Linked DNA regions of Zea mays: all the other regions are linked to region 1. A link is a contact called in public Hi-C data. All regions are on one chromosome and are shown on one strand. The core of a region is the stretch at or near the end of the contact, and the rest is flanking DNA. Distances in the headings are between cores, read along the strand shown. Region 1 holds the start of LOC542663 (cinnamyl alcohol dehydrogenase). Region 2 holds the start of LOC100276397. Region 3 holds the start of LOC100304237 (Ubiquitin-like superfamily protein).

Region 1 (2,700 bases), core at 80-2,579:
CGAAGACTAGCACCATGTAGAATTATGCATATATGAATCGCGCCACAGTTGTACGTTGGATAGTGCTAGTAGTCGTCGATGGCATGAGAAATAATAATAAAAGGGTAATCGGTATTATTACTGCGAGTACAAATGGATGGTGATCGCGACAGGCGGTAGGTAGCTGCAGATATCAGTAGTTACGTATCTTACCTACAAGTTCACACGCTGCTGGGTCTGTACGAGACGTCAAGCACGTGCAGTGCTGTGCAGGAGCAGTACCCATATATTAATGTTCGAAACAAAATGCCATGTAGAAGAGAAGCATACGTGCAGTGTACGCTCGCCCAACCTGCTCTGCTTGTGTGCTATCTTGTCCAGTATCCGTATTTGGCATATGCATGTGCACTATCTAGAGTTGGACCGCAAGAAGTTGAAGACGTATCATATATGCATGATGCAACACAGCGCATAATGCTCTTGTTGTGGACTAAGGGGGTGTTTGGTTACACCCTGCTAAAATTTAGTCTCTGTCCCATCGAATGTTTGAACCTCTGTTCCGGGTATTAAATGTAGTCGGATTATAAAACTAATTTGTCAGCCGAAGATTAAAAGACGAGACGAATCTAGTCTAGTTGGTTGGGTCTATATTTCATACTCCTATTTAAAAGTAAAACGCTTGATGTGACCCGGACTAAACTTTAGCAGGAGCAACCAAACACCCCCTAAAACATATCGTACGCGTATAGATAATAATAACTGCAACGAATCAGGTACTCCCATATATGCAACAGACTAACAGAGTGCTCCCCCAAATTAAAACCCGCCGCCGCTACGCTACGTACGTACTCCTAGTCATCTTCCGTTGCAAGTTGATCGAAAATATGCCCCAAGTCCCTTTTTATTTTTCATCAAAAAAAACATCAATCAAATTTTCTGTTCTTCCCGAGAACTCGGAGAACTACTGGAGGAGGCGCGTGCAGAAACTAACCGTCTCTCGTCCTCCTGGATCCATCCATTTGCGTGTTTGCAAAAGGGCGGAGACAGTCGGACATATACAGACGGGAGGGACTGGAGGAGAGGACAAACACGAGGGCGCCGGCGCGGCGTAGTACCTGAGGGTGTAGGAGTAGGGGGAGAGGTGTCCGGTGGCGTCCCTGGCGGCCCACCCGACCACCTTCCTCTCGGACGCCAGGCTCCCCATTCGATTCGGGATCGGCGCGGCGGGGACGACGACGACGGAGCGGGTGGCGGGCGATGGAGACGAGCCCGCACCAGGTGGTGTAGCTAGCCTTCGTCGGAGTTGGGAAAGAAAGCCGCGCGAGCGCCGGGTAGTGCGATCTTTCTGGGTAAGGAAAAGATGCTTGAGCAGGGTGCGTGCTATATAGTGGCTGCGAGCTCGATCGGCACTGTGCAAAGTGGCAACTCCTCCGCTCCAGGCTACCTGTACCTACTACCTTTCCAGCATGATCTTCTGTGCCCGCTGCAGGAGAAAATCAGTACTCCCTCCGGTTTCCTATTAGTTGTCGTTTAGGACAACGACACGGTCTCCAAAATATAACTTTGACCAATATTTTTTGTTAAAATACAAATGAACTCTTAATACATTTATACTTTTATAAAAGTACGTTTTATAACAAATTGGTGCATATAAATATTAGGTTCCAAAACTAAATAACAAAATAGTTATTTGTAGTCAAAATTTTATAAGTTTGACTCGAACTTTATTCAAAACGATAACTAATAGGAAACCAGAGGAAGTAAGACTTTCGTCTTTCGAGGAGGTCTACCAAACGGGAAGAAGCCAAGCCCTTCTAAAATAGACCCGGCTTCTCTGAAATTAATGTCTTTAGACAGGAAATACAAAAAGAATACGTTATACGTACCAAAATGATCCAATAACTGTGATTCCACTGGCTGGAAATTGTACACAACTCGGACGATACCAAACGCATGGGCGTGGCTTCACGATGCTAGCTAGCTAGCTAGCTAGGTCAATGAAGAAAAATACAAGTCACGGGTCCTTAGACCGTGTCCATAAATCCACTAATGTCGTCACATAAAACACTTCACAATATAAACTATGAAAGTTGATTTTAAATATGGGGATTAATCGAGATGCTGGAAATAGTCTTATGGGTTGAGAAATTGGGTAAGTGCATTTCCACTCGACTACGAGGTGTGTGACAAATTGTCACCCAAGTGCCGAGTGGTCGCTGATGTTTCAATCCAACTGTTAAAAGGTTAAACCATGACGCGTGCGGTAGTAGTAGTATCGGTATTCAACTATTCACGTAAGCGGCATCATTGGTATGGTAAATTGAGGCACATATGTCGTTTAGGCCCCGATTAAATTGGCCATTTAAACAATAAGAAGTGGTGTACACGATCTAAACGAAACAGACATAAGAAAGATTGGACCGGGCAACCAAACAATTCATTCATAATTTAACCAATAGGAGGATCCCATCCACCATACTCCGGCTGGCAACCAACTAATTGGCATCTCAGTATATTAAAGGGGATAGGATGATTTAGTTTCATTTGCCCGCTTTTTTTAAAAAAAATACACTTACATACATATCATTGGGCTATCTGAGGAGCTTCAGCTTCTCGGAAGAAAATCTCATCAAAGGCTTTTATAATGTCATCTCATTCATGCTACAATTAGGAGAGTTTCTCTATTTGCGCTAAGAGCTGGAGCTAAAAATGTGCTTCATT
Region 2 (2,700 bases), core at 152-2,651, 360 kb before region 1:
CTGGGTGGGGCGGTTGGCTCGGACCAGGTGCTCCTGGCGCGTAGGTTCGGCCTGGGTGCATTCTCTATATTGAATGCACCCAGATGTAATATATAAATACAGTATATATATATATATATATATATATATATATATATATATATATATATATATATATATATATATATATATATATATATAGATATAGATCTGGATCCATTTCTAAGCATCCCTCAACAAAATCCACAGATTTAATCGTAGAAAGAGGGATTAAACCATCTGCTCTGATCTAATCGTAGACTGTCCGTGTCTACGACACGGACAGTCCAGCCATGGAGCCGGACTGTCCGACCTTGCCAGGTAACATATATATAGTGCTCAACACATAATTATGCTGATATAAGTACAATGCCTCTAGAAATATATTTAATTAATATCTTGTTAACATGTTTTTCTATGATCCTATTTGTGCCTACTTCTACAATCGTACATACGTTGCATTACCTCTGTACATGCAAATTTTCATATATATACTTTTGCTTATCATCTATTTTCTATTACATACATATATATACTATACGTTTCGTATTAACTCATATACAATGTTTATATAGAATTTAAGAACTCACAGTCAAATTTGACATCAAGCACAAGACGTGCGACGTACACTAGAAGAGCTCTGTATAAAACTGTTTTGCTAAACTGTTTAATACAATAACTTCAGCTCCGCCGATAAAATTTACAAAGCTAAAACAACAACATCAACAAAACAGAAAACATGTTCAGTATTAAAGTGGAATTGTGCCGAATAAGTCCAAATTAAGTAAAGTTAAGTGGGTGTTTGGCGCTACTCTGAGTTCCAAATTCAGCGCGAAATTGTGGTATATAATATAAATTTAAATGGTTTAAAAATATTTTTAATCTAAATAAAAAACAAAATGTTATCTAAATGTATTCTAAAAGTTTTTAACTTCAGCTTCATGATTTTGTAAAGCTTTTAATTACTGTTTCATCAAATTTTTTTAAAATTGAAGTAGTCCCAAACACTAATAGGGCCTAAATGTCCCAATCCTAAAAAGAAAAAGCAATGATACTGGGATAATTATTTGCCCCGAAAAGCACAAATTTAAGGCCACAATTTTAAAGGCAGTGTTTGGGAAGAGGCAGATTTTGAGAATATGTGTAGGGCACGCTATCCAAGAAAATGTAACAAATAAAACAAAACATTTGGATGTGTATCACATAAAATTTATTTGACAACCAGAATGAACCAAATACGGCCTAAGTTCTGCATAGGTCGACCTGAAAGCCTTGTAATTTGTAAACATAACATCACAGTAACTGGGCTTTATTTAGCAAGGCCTTGATACGGCCTTATTTTGTGGCAGACTGGATTAGCCCATGGACGTCGATGGCCCTCATGAAAATCACAAATTGAGAGAGGGAGAAGGGGGTGGGGGTTACGTAACACGGCGATTCAGGAGGGGATAGCATCGTCATCGCAAAATGCAGGCTCTCCTGCTCCCCGCGCGGGCCGCGCCGCCGACGCCGGCGATGCTTCGGCAGCGTGCGGTTTCTGCCTCCGCGTGTGCGTCGCAGGTCTGCCGCCCCCTATTCGGTGCCGCCAGTTGCATCTCCTGTGGGGTCCACGGAAGCGTTCGGCGGCACCTCACAGTGGCGGTGGCGGCGGCCCCGCCCTCGCCTTCGTCCTCACCTTCGTCGGGACCGCTCTACCCGACGCCTCCACCCACCGAGCAGGAGGTGGAGAGGGTCAAGCTCGAGCAGGTGCTTTGCTAGTTCCTTTTCTTCCTTTGATCTACTGGTTCGAAGCCCCTGGCTCTGTTCCGTTGGTGGAATAGGGTTTTTGCTCCGGTGCTCCCTGGCAACCTTGGTGAGATTCTGAGGCTCCTTTCATCAAGAAATCTAGTTAGCTGCGGACTATGAAGATGATTTCTTGTTTGAGGAAATGCATTTGGGCAGGATTGGTTTTAGGGAACTGGTGCTGTGTCGCTTAGGAATTGTTACAACCTAGGGAAAAGGAACACAAACAAATTTGTGGGGAGCTAGTTGACGGTAGATCTTGTTGGTAGTTGATCATTCTTCATTCTCCACTGTAGCATCAGCTTGTTGTCAGATAGTTGATATGGTTACTCTTGTTCATCAGTGATTTTGAAAGTGTGCCAAATTTCTGACTGTCATTTTTTCCTTAGCTTTTATTGCTTTCCAAGTTTAAATGATTTTGAAAGTGTGTCAAATTTCTGACTGTCATTTTTTCTTAAGCTTTTATTGCTTTCCAATTTTAAAAGTATCAATGAAGGCATGCTTGCAGTTTGGTTCCATGTGCTTATTAGGATTTCTTAGTTCATGCCTATGGCACTTACCACTTAGGTTCCTTATTTAATACAAGAGGCATGAAAAAAATGAAGGGCGGGCCTGGTGCATTGGTAGACCCTATCGTCTGTAACCGGAAGGTCCCGGGTTTGAGCCCCAGCCTCTCCATATTATGCTGGTAAGGCTTGGCGTTTAAAGATAACCTTCCCTAGACCCCGCACAGTATGGGAAGCCTGTGGCACTGGGTATGCCCTTTAGGCATGAAAAAATAGTTTTAACTCATATGCCATTTAATTTAGGTATAAAAATTATTTGGATGTAGACTTTGGAGCACAGAATTGGGAATTAACTTTCTTAAATTTTGTTGTTTGGTTACACATGAAATTGAGA
Region 3 (2,700 bases), core at 175-2,674, 500 kb after region 1:
TTCCTTCCGATTCAAGAAACGTAATACATGATAGAAGCAGTCCAGACTGCATCACTGTTACTGAACATCTAATACAATAGGATATAGCACTCAACTGGGGTTAATAGAGTCAGCCTGAATCGAGCGAGCTGAGCATGTATCTGTTGTGCTTGTGCAGATGCAGGGGGGAGAAGGGGATTGTGTTTTACAAAAATACTTGGCATGTAGTATTTGTTCTGTTTGGTAAATGAAGCAGGAAAAGTAATATTCTGTCTTATCTCACAAGACAGAGCAGAATTAGTCGGCACTAAAAGGCAAAATGCATCCAGGAACTTCTATTTGGTAAATGAAGCAGGGTAAGTAATATTCTGGCTTATCTCACAAGACAGAGCAGAATTAGTCGGCACTAAAAGGAAAAATGCATCCAAGAACCTATGGCTGTTTAAGGAAGTGCATGTACCACATCACCATCTCTTATACCAAACCCACGCAATGTTGCCTTGTCATCCGTCAGTCTCTCGTCCTTGAAGCATAAGCAGAAGTGACTCCACACGTGATTCCTACAACAAGCAAGCAACAGCCTTGAAGTTTAAGTTGCCAACATCATTCAGATTTCAGAGTCGCATTTAAGCAGACAACAGCAAATTTGAAATCGACAACCACATAACACGATTTCGTGGTAACGAAATGCAAACCCAATAGTTCATGGTTTTCATACTGACCATCAATAGGAGATAAACAAAATCAGAAAAAAAATAATCCATGGGCGCGTACCAAGAGATGGTCTTCTGGGTGTCGTCATAGAGGGCGGAGAACAAGTTCTCTATGGTCACCTTGAGCTCCCACACCGTGGCCGACCGCGCGATTTCAATGTCTGTTTGTGCGCGGGCAAAACGTGGAGAAATCCACAATTACCCTATAAAAAATCCACGATCCCTTTCGGGGAAAAGTAAATGGCGCAAGGATCAATCCGGAGGGTACCGAAGAAGGAGTCGTCAAGCTTCTGAACGGTGAGGCGGAGGCGGGGCTCCGGGAGGCGGCGGTAGGAGAAGCTGCTCCTGCCGCAGGCGAGCGCGCCGATGCAGTCCGTGCCGCCGCCGGCGGCGAGATCCTCGAGATCGAGCTCGAGCGCGGCGCCAATGTCGCCGGTGGCGTCGGGGGACGCCGGGAGGGAGCTGGCCGGCATCGCACACGCATGTAGCGAACCCGAAAAACTGAATAAATCCGAGTTATCCGGCCGCACGGAATCGGCAACCGACCAATCCCTTGACAGAATGAGCGGGGAGAGATCGACCAGCCCCGCGAAATGCCCCGTGAGACCGGCCGATCGGTCGAGGGAGAGGGAACGGAGGAGGCTCTTCGAGGCGACAGCAAACGAGGAACAGCACGGTGATGGCTCGCCCTCGCTTGGATTACCCTCCCCGGCGGGGTGGTTGTCGTTTCGCCGAGGAGGGAGGAGGGGGTGCCTCGGGGAGTCGGGGGGCAGGGAACGGTAGCCGTTGCACGTTGGAGGCGACAGGCGAGGCGACAGAGCCCCTGCGTGCCGTTTCGCTTGGCGGCGGCGGCCCGCGGCCGTGAGCTGGTGGCCCGACAACGCGATGGCGCGAATCGAGTGCGTTTTGGGCTTGAGCCACGCTCGACGGTAGCACGGCCCACTTGGGAGAGGCTGAAAAGTGAAAAGAAAAAATGAGTATTTTGTTCCTCGACTATTTGTTATAAAGAAAAGGTCAACTTTTCGTCTATCAGAACAGGACGTCTAGTCTCTTGATTCTCTTGATGGTTATTGTTATTTATCTTTTATATTTATTTCGGTTATACGTCAAGTTTACAAGAACGGTACGGCGCTAGCAAAGGATTTACATCTCTAGGTTGTAACTAATGACATGTTGGCGGATGATACAATCTGCTCTCTCCGCCCTAATTTATAATTTATTTATTTTTTTATCAAATTTAGCTGGTTTTATTTAAAAAAATTTCAAAAAAATAAAAAAATTAAAGTCACCATCGATATACGTGTTGGTCACTTATTTTTTATTACTGGGAACCATAAAATAAGACAACACAATTGTTAAACGTTAAGGATCTTCATCCTTCGGCGCATTATCTTCCTTCGAGTATAATGAGTCTTAGACGAATGTCATAAAAAATAAGTTTTCATCATTCATAAATATAAAAAGCATAGTTACAGATGTAACATTATGTCATTTATTCATTTCATATCAAATGTTAAACAATATTATAATACATCTCATATATTAATAAAGTAATACATAATGTACATTACATCTGTACCTTCGGCTTGTTCGAAGGAAAAAACGTGAATGCGATTCCAATCCAGCGTGAACAATACAAAGTACTATTCATCTATTTATAGGCAGTCGTACAACTTCGTACGATATTACATTCATGCCCTCAAAAATTACACACAAAGTTTACAAATATCACAGGGATAATATTGTCATTTGCACTTAGCAGCTTGGACAATACCTTCTCCTTACGTCGCCTTCATGCGTCAACATAACGAAGCTTACTTCGTTGCACTTCCATTATTATCCGCGGAGCTTTTCTGATGACGAAGCTCCTGTAACACTTAGTAACATGCTGATAACAAATGGTCGTTAGCCGTGTTTTTTAGGACCTTCGGAAGACGAAGGCCCCCAACAGTAGCCCCTCGCAGTATTAGTTTGTTTCTTTGTAACAAATTCAGACTGTAAAACGAAC

Evidence for each region. Hi-C and Micro-C count contacts between places; a contact is called where the count stands out from the background.
Region 2: a Hi-C map of leaf shows a contact between it and region 1, with 2.4 times the contacts expected there. The contact joins the promoter of LOC100276397 here to the promoter of LOC542663 in region 1. A contact is called at or near these places in 4 of 25 Hi-C or Micro-C datasets (bundle sheath, ear, leaf and 1 more).
Region 3: a contact with region 1 is called in a Hi-C map of ear, with 3 times the contacts expected there. The contact joins the promoter of LOC100304237 here to the promoter of LOC542663 in region 1. A contact is called at or near these places in 5 of 25 Hi-C or Micro-C datasets (bundle sheath, ear, leaf and 1 more).

Annotation. Positions count from the first base shown.
Region 1 is chr5:101,210,359-101,213,058 of Zm-B73-REFERENCE-NAM-5.0, forward strand. LOC542663 (cinnamyl alcohol dehydrogenase) reads right to left here and starts at 1,330. Exons shown (of 4, transcript NM_001112184.2): 1 at 1,095-1,330. The coding sequence starts at 1,183.
Region 2 is chr5:100,851,306-100,854,005 of Zm-B73-REFERENCE-NAM-5.0, forward strand. LOC100276397 reads left to right here and starts at 1,402. Exons shown (of 4, transcript NM_001150202.3): 1 at 1,402-1,764. The coding sequence starts at 1,486.
Region 3 is chr5:101,709,113-101,711,812 of Zm-B73-REFERENCE-NAM-5.0, forward strand. LOC100304237 (Ubiquitin-like superfamily protein) reads right to left here and starts at 1,425. Exons shown (of 5, transcript NM_001165682.1): 1 at 961-1,425; 2 at 754-853; 3 at 440-539. The coding sequence starts at 1,165.